Linked DNA regions of Mus musculus: region 2 is linked to region 1. The links are chromatin contacts, called in public promoter capture Hi-C maps. All regions are on one chromosome and are shown on one strand. Each heading gives the region's core, a stretch centred on a gene start, on an enhancer-like site or on the middle of the called end of the contact. The rest is flanking DNA. Distances are from core to core; before and after follow the strand shown.

Evidence for each region. Capture Hi-C pulls out chosen DNA fragments and counts their contacts.
Region 2: a contact with region 1 is called in a promoter capture Hi-C map of adipose tissue. The contact joins the promoter of Alox15 here to the promoter of Slc16a13 in region 1. A contact is called at or near these places in 7 of 39 promoter capture datasets (the 3T3-L1 cell line, the C10 cell line, liver and 3 more), 9 of 484 Hi-C or Micro-C datasets (the 3T3-L1 cell line, 3T3-L1-derived adipocytes, the C3H10T1/2 cell line and 6 more), 13 of 115 datasets of contacts at active chromatin or transcription factors (SST interneurons, bone marrow-derived macrophages, embryonic forebrain and 8 more) and 4 of 9 other capture datasets (adipose tissue, liver, macrophages and 1 more).

Annotation. Positions count from the first base shown.
Region 1 is chr11:70,217,983-70,224,157 of GRCm38.p6, forward strand. It overlaps Slc16a13 (solute carrier family 16 (monocarboxylic acid transporters), member 13), which reads right to left and starts at 3,012. Exons shown (of 4, transcript NM_172371.3): 1 at 2,497-3,012; 2 at 2,213-2,356; 3 at 611-1,348. The coding sequence starts at 2,695. It overlaps Bcl6b (B cell CLL/lymphoma 6, member B), which reads right to left. Exons shown (of 9, transcript NM_007528.3): 9 at 6,145-6,175.
Region 2 is chr11:70,348,925-70,354,448 of GRCm38.p6, forward strand. Alox15 (arachidonate 15-lipoxygenase) reads right to left here and starts at 3,107. Exons shown (of 14, transcript NM_009660.3): 1 at 2,947-3,107; 2 at 1,790-1,994; 3 at 1,401-1,482; 4 at 1,205-1,327; 5 at 980-1,083; 6 at 620-780. The coding sequence starts at 3,081.

The sequences.
Region 1 (6,175 bases), core at 1,762-4,261:
ACCCATCTGTGGGCAAAGGAAAACCCACTGTCCTGCAAGAGATGGAACTCCCAAGGTGAGACTGGATGAATACGAGACTAGGGTTTCTTAAACAGCCTCCAAAGGTCATTTCAGCTGCCGCCCTTCCTGAAGAAAGGACTCCCAAAGCAGTCTGTAGGTGTTGGTGAGCCATAGGAAGTCAAGCATATCTGTGTGTTTGTTCTGGCAACAGTGGACCTTTTAAGCCTTCAGTTAATAGTTAAGGGGAAGATGTTAAAGATCAGAAGGTTCTGGCATCTTGAGCACAGCGAACTTTAACCAGACGTTTCAGACATTTGGGTAGGGGCCCACTGGGCCAAAGGAAAAGATAAGACACTGACAAGTTAGGCCAAGCCAGGTCTTCTGAAAACCAAGCCTGAAGTTTCACTGTTGTCTTCCCACTCAGACCTTCTTAGACCCAAGTTCTGTCCTCCTGTGAACTCACTTTAGGACTGTTATGATTGGCTATGCAGGCGGTACACTGTTTACATACTAGAGGGCACCATTAACACATACCATTGTGGAACTAGTTCCTTCCCCCAACTAGACAACATGACATCCCCGGCCCAGCTGGCAACCCCACTTCTCTTACCTGATAGAGGAGCCCCCAGCAGCCCGCCGATACTCTCGATCATCTGCACCAGTCCCATACCACAGTAAATCCTTCCAGTCCCCACCAGTTCAGGAAGCACGGAGAAGGCCACTGGGGTCAGGGCTCCTGATGTGAAACCATAGGCCACAGCCAGGACTACCAGGGTTGAGGAAGCCTGAGCAACAGGAAACAGGGCTAGTGACACCCCAGTCAGGGTGGTCCAGAGCATCAGAAGCCTGGCCACAGGCCCTGGGACTGCATCTCCCAGCCAACCAGATGCCACGCGCCCCACGAGGTCAGAAACAGCAGCCACTGAAAGTAGGAAGGCCGCAGGCAGTGGGTCCCAGCCCAGGTCCTGCAGATGGGCCACCAGGTGGACGTATGGAATGAAGAAGCCAGTGTTGATCAGGGTGAGGGCAGCAGTGTATCGGAGGAAGGGACCATGGCGGAGGAGAGAGGTGATCTGGGCCCCAGGGCCACCCACAGCAGCGTCTTCAGTCAGGGAGAGTGGGCGGAGGAGAGCACCACAGGCCATCAGGTGTAGTGAGAGGGCAGACACTAGCAAGAGGGCCCCTCTCCAGGCATAGTTGTTGATCAGCCACTGGAAGAGGGGGGCAAATGCAAAAGAGGAGATGCCCACTCCAGTCAGGGCCAGCCCCATGGCCAGAGATCGACGCTGAGAGAAGTAACGGGAAAGGCAGGCCATGGTCGGAGTGAAGGTCAGGGCCCAGCCAGAGCCTGTCAAAAGGAGAACAAGGCGGGAGGCTGTGGGCTTTGGAGGTGCTCAGAACACCCAGTAATCCCAGCACAACCTTGGAGCAGACTAGCCCCTGCTTTGCACGCCCACAGACCTGGGTGTTCACAGTGCTGGGTTTTAACACTTTCTAGCTGTGTGACTTTGTGTGTTCTGCTTACTCTCCCAGGCTCAACCACCTCATCTGCAAAATGGGGTTAACACACCTTATAACAGTGGGTCCTGACCTTCCTAATGTTTTGACTCTTCAATACATGTTGTGGTGACCCTCCTCCCCCAAACCAGAAGATTATTTTCATTACTACTTCCTAACTGTATTTTTTCTACTGTTACGAATCGTAATGAAAATATCTGAAGTCAGAGCATCTGCTATGTGACCACCCCCCCCCCCCATGAAAGAATTGAGCAACTCTCCCAACGGGATCGCTACCTACGTGTTGAGAACCGCTGCTCTATGGGATCTGGGAAGACAAAAGATAGTGTTCCTAAAGTACCTAACACAGAACTTTGGAATAAGAGCCCCATCTCTACTGTTTTTGGCTACATTAATCTTCCATTGCCCGGGTATGTAAGCATCGAAAGCGTCACTATTAATTTTTTAAGTAAGCAATGATATCTATTTCGGTCTCTACCTAGCGCAATCTTAATAACAACCTCCCTTCTACCCTCCAGTCCGATGGGTTTGGGCTTGTGTTTTCTGGATTATCTCTGACTTAGTCATTCAGTTTAAGAATTCCCTTCAGGGCATAGGTTCTCCCTGAGCCTTTTTGGAAAGAGGTGGAAGAAGGTGAAAAACCCAGAAGCTTGAGATACAGGCCTTAGACTTCTGCCCTTGCCCAGGGTCTCACCTGACAGCAGCCCAATACTCAGGTATAGGTGGGTCAAGGAGGTAGCAAATGAAGCAAGCAGCATCCCCAGCGCAGCCAAGATGCCCCCAGTCATCACCACAGGCCTGGGCCCCAGCTTCGTGCTCAGGGCACTGCCTATTGGGCCTAGGGAATTGGAATGGGTTCTGCGAGGTGGTCTCCGCCACCCTCCCTCAGCATCCTCCCGACCCTTTCCCCTTTCTGGTCCCCAAATTCCCTCTTTTCTCCGAGGGTGGCAGGCCACCGCACCCGGACGCCGCACTCACTCCCAAACTGCTGCACCGCGATCCCTATGGAAGCGATCCAGGAGACTCTGGCTGCCTGCTCCTCAAACGCCGCCACAAATTCCACGAAGAAGACACCGAAGGAACGGAGTACCCCAAACACGAGCGCCGACTGGAAGAACGCTGAGAGCACCACCATCCATCCCCAGCCCCCGTCGGGGGGCTCAGCCCTGCGCACCATTCCGAAAGGAACAAAGGGGCAACTCCTAAGAGCCCCTGCCTGATCTGGGCTTTAAATCGCTCACTTTGGCCCTCCCACCTACCCTGCAGGACGCTCAGCGCTAAGCTGGGGCTGGTAGCTAGGAAGTTACTGATAAAGCATGTGGCGCCTGCGCCTTTCCCCAAGAGGAAGGAGGCCCTATAAACCGGGACCTGCCACCGACACAGGGCCGGGTTAGACCGCAGCTGAGATCCAGACTCCAGCCAGATGATTTCTTTAGTGGTCAGAAAATAAAACCAGGTTCGGGCCACAACCCTAACGAGAGGTAGTCTGGTTGTGGATTATGTTATCTTTGAGGATTTAACACCTGCCTAAGTGGGCCAACATCCAACACTTGGTTCGCCAATTAGGATGCAGGTCTCCAGAGCAGGGGGTGGATCTGGAGGGGCTGGGCGGGGTTTACAGCATTGTTCAGGACCTGCAGTGAGAGAGGGGCGCATGCGTAGGGAGGGGCATGAGGAAGATAGGTCCCACGTGACAAGGGACCTAACCCTGAGGGTTCTGCGGTTCTGCAATCACATTTCCAGACTTGCATCAAAGGGCTGGTTGTGGATAAACTGGTCCTGGCCAGGCAGAAACTCACTTGCTTAGTGAGGGATCCAAAAATTGCCATGCAGCGTGGGTATGAAGGGACAGGTTATGAGGTAAGAGTCAAACTGACAGAGCACCTGGGACGACTAGAAAAGCCCTGAAAATTCTAGACGGCTGAGCCGAGGGCGGCGGAGGAAGAGGGAAGACAGGAACGCGCAGACTGTGATCCTAGCTGCTCGGGAGGCAGAGGCAAGCTCATGGTCAACGTGGGCAATTTAGCTAGACTCCGTCTCAATTTTGTTTTTCTTTGTGTTTTTGTTTTTTACATAATTAAAAGGGGGGTTACAGGACCCATTGAACTGGTCCTGGTTCAATTCCCAGTATTGCTGTTATAAAGCGGGGAGGCGGGGAACGAGGACCGGTGACGACCCGGAGTCCTGGCATTCGTTTCTGTAATGAGAATTATTTTCCTGCCGTTTCCGACCCCACTAGCAGGAAACTAGCAGGTCACTGAGACCAAAAATAACTGAGAAGAGGAAGGGCGGCTGTCACACCACCAGAGTCCCCCATTACCACCTACTTTTTCCTCAGCAGTGCTGGAAGCTTTCTCTTAGCCTTCTAGTACTGGCCACTTCCTAACCAGTTGTTTTGTTTTTTATCTTATGCTGAACACCTTGAGAGAGGCAAGCTATGACCCTGGTCTCTGGAGCAGTCAGCCTCTTATCTAACCAGAGCTCTAGAGGCACTGCCCCCTCACCTCCTGAGAGCAAAGACTTGGGCTTTTCTTTTATGGTACCTCAGGCTCCCCAGGACTCTGACCTTTGAAACCTTGGGCTGGGAATTCATATGCAGAACAATGGGGAAAGAGGCAAACGAGAGGGGGATGGTATAAGAAGTTATGCTTTTAAGAAATCACACTGTAGGGGCTGGAGGGATGGCTCAGCAGTTAAGAGCACTTGCTGTTGTTCTTTCAGAGGAACAAGGTTCAGGTCTTGTCAGCTCCCGCACTGTTCCAGGGGATCTGACACCTTCTTCTGGCCTCCACAGGCATGTACCCATCTGGGTCACTTAAATACATGTAGGCAAAACACTACACATAAGGCCTGTCTGCAACCCCAGCTATTGAGACCGGGCTAAGAGGGTAGCAAGCTTAAGGCATGCTGGGACTTCAGACTGAGGTAAAGGCTAATCTGGGCAATTTAGTGAGATCCGATCTTAAGGAACTTGGCTGTGTTGGCATGTTCCTGTTACTCTGGTGCTTAGGAGGCAGAGTCGAGTTTGAAACCAGCCTGAGCTACATACAAGACTGCCTCAGAAGCCCAAAGAGGGGCTAGAGCGATGGCAGAGCAGGCGAAGCAGAGCTGATGCCTCGAGTTCAATCCCTGAAACTCCCTGGAGAGTGGAGAGTGACTTCATAGAGTTGTCCTCTCACCTCCACACGTACACACGCCACACATGCATGCACAGCAATAAATTAGGTAATTAGATATATACAATGAAAAGCTCCCGCTGGTCATGGTGGCACACACCTTTAATCCCAGCACTCGGGAGGCAGAGGCAGGTGGATTTCTGAGTTCAAGACCAGCCTGGTCTACAAAGTGAGTTCCAGGACAGCCAGGGCTACACAGAGAAACCCTGTCTCGAAAAAAAAAAAAAGTAAGCTCCCCTCCCTAAACCCAAGGGGGCTTGGGCTCTCCTGGAAGTCCCTGAGTTCAATCCCTTGCACAAGCAGAACCAAACCAAACCATGGTACATTTCTCAGTTGCATATATGGAAAATAAAATGCCGAAATTCTTTGGGTCTACAGTTTTGTTATAAGCAGACTCATAATAGGGATATGGCAGTGGTATAGAAAATAGTTGAATCTCAACAGAGCCCAGTCTTTACATCTTTAAAATCAGATCACAGTCCCAATATTTATTTTACTACTTTTTACATGGTCAAGATCCTTAACTTCTCAATTGGTGTCATCTGTGAACTGAAGAGAACACTCCCTACTTTTTAGAGCTGCCAGGGATTAAATTAGTAAGTTTGTGCATTTAACATAGGATAAGTAATTATAGCTGATATTATTTTTGATAGGGGTTAGACTGTATTGGAAGGTGACAGAAACTTCTGCTTAGTTTCTGTATTTTCCTTTTTTTTTTTTTTAAATAACCTAGGTTATGGACTTGTATAAAATGAAGAAATGTAAAATAAGAGCATTAGACTGAAGAAAAAAACTCAACCATGTCCTATCGCTGGTGAGAGTACTTCGGAGATCAACTTTGTCTTTATGACATCTGAGGAAAGTCCATTGGTGACTTTTGGCCTTGGGCTGGAACACACCTGTGCACCCTGGCCACACAAGTCATGGGAAAAGACACACGTACTGGACGTTAGATAGACACCAAGATGCTACCAAGGGGAGGTGCAGCAGGCACATAGGCAATAAGACTCAGCCTTCCCCTTGTGGCTGCTCTAGCCAGCCTCTGGTGTTTTGATGGGACCCGAGTCCTAGCCATCGTCTTTGGTGATGGTTGTGTGTGAGGAGGTGGGGTTGGGTTGCTCACCAGCATTTAGAACCTGAGCTAGCATAGATGCACTTTCCAGGTTTTTCCCTACTTTCTCCTCGAAGCCTCCCCACCTCAGTCAGGAAGTGACTTCAGACCGGCAGGATGCAGGTGGTTCCGGAGAAACTTCATGAAGTCACTGGTTCCTACACAATGAACCGGAAGGCTGGGGCAGGGAAGGAGAGCAAGGACCATAGAAGACCGGTGGGATGGAACAACAACGTGATGAACACAGAATCCAAGTTATTAGTTTCCAGAACCTCTTTCCAGGTCCCCAGGTTCCCTGCCCCCAACACACACGCAAACACAATCCTAGGACACAACAGATGGCACAAAGAAGGGCTTCTTTATTCCAAGA
Region 2 (5,524 bases), core at 1,857-4,356, 130 kb after region 1:
CCTTGAATAATAGGGGTGGAGATTTCCAAGTCCCGAGTTCAGGGACAGACCAGGGGCAGGGTGATTTTCCACTGGTCTATTACCCTAAAGAAACAGATCAGAGAAATGAGATAGTGCACTTAAAATCACCCAGCAAAACCAGGATTTAGATGCAAGTCTATCTGGCCCCATGAATCTTGTCATTGTCCCAGCTTGGTTCCTAATTAGCCCCAGCCCTGCCTTGGATTCTCTCACCCTGTACCTCTCTGGACCCATGGCCTCCAGGACAACGTCACATCTCTACTGGCCACCCCAATAAGGCTCCTCTCTTCAACCATATACTCCTCTCCTGTGCTGGGAAAGCCACGGTACTACATTTTTCTACATCAGTCTAGGATTTGTCTGGATCCTCTCTTGACAACCAGCAGGAATTCACAGTAAATCTGAGCACAGTACACCCAACACCCAGTACACCCAACACCCAGTACACCCAACACCCAGTACACCCAACACCCAGTACACCCAACACCCAGTACACCCAACACCCAGTACACCCAACACCCAGTACACCCAGTACACCCAACACCGGCTCCTGCCTCCACTTCCCTGCTTGGCCTTCCTGGTGCTTTGATGCCCATACCTTGAGCTCCTCATCCAGCTGGGCCTGTAGCTTCTCCATCCCCGGAGGGAATACCAGGCGGGCAGGGAGACAAGTAGACCGCTTCAGCACCATGGGGTTAGCACCATTGAGAAACTGGTACCCAAAGAAAGCATCCTCTTTCCAGGAGTTTCGAACCCGCTCTAGGGATAGGAGGAGGACGTGTCTAAGATCCAACTTCCTGGTCCTTCCAACACCCACCAAAACATCCCTACTTGACCCAGACTACCAGAGATGTCAGACAAAAGCCTCTGACCCACCCACCCTCAACCCGGCTTTCTCGATCTCCTTGCATTGGGAAGAGTTTTGGGGTAAGAGTAATTTGGGGGTAGGTGTACTTACCAGCCATCTTGGTGTGGCCACTCTTGAAAACATAGTTGAAGTCATCTAGGCTTTTCCAGCAGGTCACAGTGTTTTTAGGGAAGTTAATAACGGTGTCCATTGTCCTTCAGGGAAGAATGGGGCAAAGGATGTGACAGTTATACTTAGAACCAAACATTACAGCCAAAGGTACCATAGACGAGACCAGCACACACCCACCCTCAAGCCGGGCACTCTTGCCCTCACCCCAGAACCTGTGAAGCTTCAAATTCAAGTCTTTTGTCCTCTCGAAATCGCTGGTCTACAGGGAGGTCAGAGATACTGGTCGCCGCCACGTTCAGGATTGTGCCATCCTTCCAGTTGCCCCACCTGAGGGCAGAAGTGACATCAGGCACGGGCACTGCAGAGGCAGCTCGCCATGGGTCCCCTGGGTCAGCCTCACCTGTACAGACTCCTCCTTTCTTCCAGTTCCTCCTCCCTGTGGTTCCTGAACAGGCCTTGAGAGTCTTCAACCACGGTGCAGCCTAGAAGCCGAGGAGGGAGACACTCTGGATGTCTTCTGTGAGCTTCTCTACCCCCTTCCAGCTGGCTGTACCTCTTCAGGCAGCCCTGGCTGTCCTCTGTGCATGCATCTTCATGTCCCTCCCTGAAGCCTCCGTGACATCTGGGCCAGCTTCAGCTACTCTTTCTTTGACAACTCATTTAAAACACCAAACAAACAGCCCAGCTTCCAGGCTCCAGCTCCCACACGCTGCCTCCCCTTCCTCACACAACTGAGGCTCCGTTCCCCCTATGCCTCTTCACACACACACACCCCACCCCTCTGCTCACCAGTGCCCTCAGGGAGGTTCAGGATGCTGGTGCCCTGAACCCATCGGTAACAGGGGAACGTGTACTCCGATCCCTGGTCTCCGGGGCCCTTCACAGAAATCCAGTTGCAGAACCAGGCGTCCTCTTTGAGATAATGCCATTTCTGCACTCTCACAAACAGCAGTGGCCCAAGGTATTCTGACACATCCACCTTGAATTCTGCCTCCTGCAGATAAGCACAGGGGCGCAGAATGGGGTGCTCAGGCTGAGTTCTGCTTCCACTGGGCCACAGGAAAAGTGATGAAAAGAGGCTCCATGACACCACTCAGGGTTGTCACCTCAACCAAGAGTGAGAGGGTTAAGGATGGACGATGGACGATGGGAAAGTACACTCCTTCCTCCCCGGGGGGTGGGGGGAGGACTAGAGGAAGGGGAATTCTGGAAACTCTGCCAGAGGCCCAGTGAGGAACGGGTCAAATGGGAGACCCCACTAAGGCAGAGAACCCATGGGAATTCCATTTGGCCTGAGCCAGGGTTTCTACAGGATGGTCTCCAGGGAGAAACCTGGATTTGGAGAGGCGGGGTTGGTGAGAGAGAATGAAATCAGAGAAGACACGAGGCAGAGTCCATGGAGAGCGTAGAGGCTGAAAGGACCAGCGCCTTCATGAAGCTAGGGCCCCCAGCGCCTTCATGAAGCTAGGGCCCAGAGAGCCGTGGGGACTGGGAGCCAAACAGGACCAGGTCCCGAGGGACCGAGAGTAAGCCAGAGGCTTGGCAGTTCGTAGGGAAGAAGCTGGAGACACTGGGAGGCTTTATCAGGCAGACTGTTCTACAGTAGGAACGAGAGAAGATGGTAAATCTTAAGCTTTAAAAAATTAGAGACATTCGGGCAGCTGACACTGCTGATACTGGCACTACTACTGTACCGCAGAGTTCTGTGAAGTGAGGGACGCACAGAAATATCCCACTCAATGAGGCCAGGAGGCAGCAACTGTTACTGAGCGCTCACCGAATGCCTCTGTGCACCCTTTCCGCTTTCCGAGGCTGTGAGCTCCTTCCTCAGAGTTCAGGGGCCACGCATCAGGGTTCCTAGGGATTTCTTTGACTTTGCCCCCGCCCCCGCCCCCAGCCCCTCACCCTGCCGCCTCCCGGGACAGCCAGAGCTCTGCGCAGCTCACCGAGTTCCGACAGGGTCGGAACAGCTTCCCGAGAGATGCCTCCCCATGCTGTCCGATCAACCACAGGTAGACCTCGTTGTTGGAGCCCGCGTACACGGAGTCCCCGGTGGAGACGCGGATGCGGTAGACACCCATCTTGCAGATGAAGTTTTCTCCCTTCTGAGAATCAAGAGGGGTAGACGGGCTAAATAAGAAAGCCGAGGCCCCGCCCCTTCAGAAGTCTAGTTTAGGGTTGAGCTGTAGGTGGCAATTAACCCCGCCTCTGTCACTTACTGGGGCCCCCAGCACTTGCTGGGGGCCTCGTTCCAGCCCAAAAAAGGCGGGGCTCTGGGCAAAGCTGAACTCTCAAAAATCATCTTGGTGAGAGGAGAACAGGAGGGAGAAGTAGATGGGGATTTGAAAAGAAAACATGCAAGAAAGAATCAACATCTGGTCCAGTCCCTTCTGCCCCCGTCACACCTTCCTCCACGCGCGCTCACTCTCTCTCTCTCTCTCTCTCTCTCTCTCTCTCTCTCTCTCTCTCTCTCTCTCTCTCTCACACACACACACACACACACACACACACACACACACTCTCACACGCACATACATCCACTCTCCAGTGCGCGCATCACAGATGGGTTTTCCCATGCCCAGGGATAATCTTAAGGTTGCAGGTGCTGTGCAGCATTTAAAGGCGGCACATTTTAGCCACCCGATTAATTCTACCAGCTCTGTACACTTTGCCCATCCTGAGGCAGGCTCTGGGCTCATCCCTGTGAGTTTCAAAGCATCCAGATATCTCCCGATGTCTGCATAATAAAACCCCAAATTACCTGGCCTTCAAAGCCCTCGGAAACCTGATTTTCTCCCTTCCCCACACTGCACTCCTGCTGAAGCCCCTTGCTCCCCAGAGCCACCACCAAAGACTCCATGTTATTTGCTGAAGAATCATGTACTCGGGGTCCACCCTACTCATCCTTCCAAATCCTGAGGAGACTCTAGCTTCTCAGTGAAGTGCCTTCTACACCCCACCCAGAGACAACCAGCTTCTACCGCCTACCCCAGAAGCGCTTCTGCTGATGCCTGGCTAATGCTGGACCCTGATCATCCTTGTGTCAGTATCACCGGCTCACAGGAGCGCCTCCTAGGCCAAGACCGCATCCAGCAGGGCTTATTCGTTTATTGTTAACTGTTGCTACACCTGGAACCCACTGAGCTGAATGCAACTGTACATACATCCTTCCTCTAGGGAGACATGGGACCACAAAGACTCTCAGTCCATGTGACTAATAAGAGTAATAAAATGACCTTTGGTGCCATTCTGGCATGGAGTGTTATAAACTGAATTAAACAAAGACAATGAAAATGTGTCTGGTGAATGGCAATCTCCACTATGAGTCAGTTCTGTGCACATCCCCAAGCTAACACACCCCTTCCATTGAAATAAGAATCACATATTTGCTAAGCCCTGACCCGACCGCCGGTGGAACTGAGGTCAGCATTACTCTCAGGCACGTATGGTACTTACTGGAACGTTCGCTAACCTGAATTGTTCTGTTTCTGTAAATGCAAGGCTCTCTGCTCCCGAATCAAACAGAAATGCCATGGTGACACAAATGTGCCCTATTCTTCTTAAACGTTCCTATCCTGTCCTGCTTGCTAATGGGCATCACAACTATTTCAACAGGAGGTACCAAGCTTGTGATTTTTACCTTCACCCCAGCTCACTTGGCGCAGGGCGTCTTCTAGATTGGTAGTCACAACAGTGTGTATCCCTGGATAGATCTCTCTGTGTGGCTCAATTAAAAAAATCATATTCATAAAAGGCTCATCCTGGACTCCTCTTGGGTAAGAACAGCCCTTGCTGTAACACCATGTCTGTCTCTGTCACACACAGGGTGACATAATCCATACACCCCCTGCTCTGCACCCCCCACATTTAACATAGATCAGGAAATCGGTCCACAGTAACGAACATGGATCTCCCTTAACTTTGAAGGTTGCTGTTGTTTTGCTGTAACATAGTCTACCAGCTCCTTATAAATAGATATTCAAGTTATCAGCAATCTCCTGTAACAATTTTTGCTTATAGCAATAAATCTACTACTTCTCACAGGTAAAGATGTAAATGGTAAAAAAAAAAAAAAATACTAGAAATGCAATTTATAAGGTAAATGCATGTGTAATTTTGACCAAAAGTAAGGAATCCCCACCGTTGGCTGGAAAGATAACACTTACTTTGTAGCATGGACGTGGTTTGGGTCCTGGCACTTACACAGTGGCCTCACAACCATCCGTGAACTCCAGTTCCAGGGAATCTAATCCCATCTTACCCCTGTGAGCATGAGACATGTGCAAACAGGCAAAGGACTCACATATGAGGAAGTATAGTTGCCTGCTTTAGAAAGCTGTGCTGAGCCCCAGTACAGGGGAACACCAGGGCCAAGAAGTGGGAGTGGGTGGGTAGGGGAGCAGGGGCAGGGGGTACAGGGGCTTTCAGGATAGCATTTGAAATGTAAATGAAGAAAATACCTAATAAAAAATTGAAGAAAAAAAAAGAAAGCTGTGCTGATTTGTGGTTCTATCAGTGTACAGT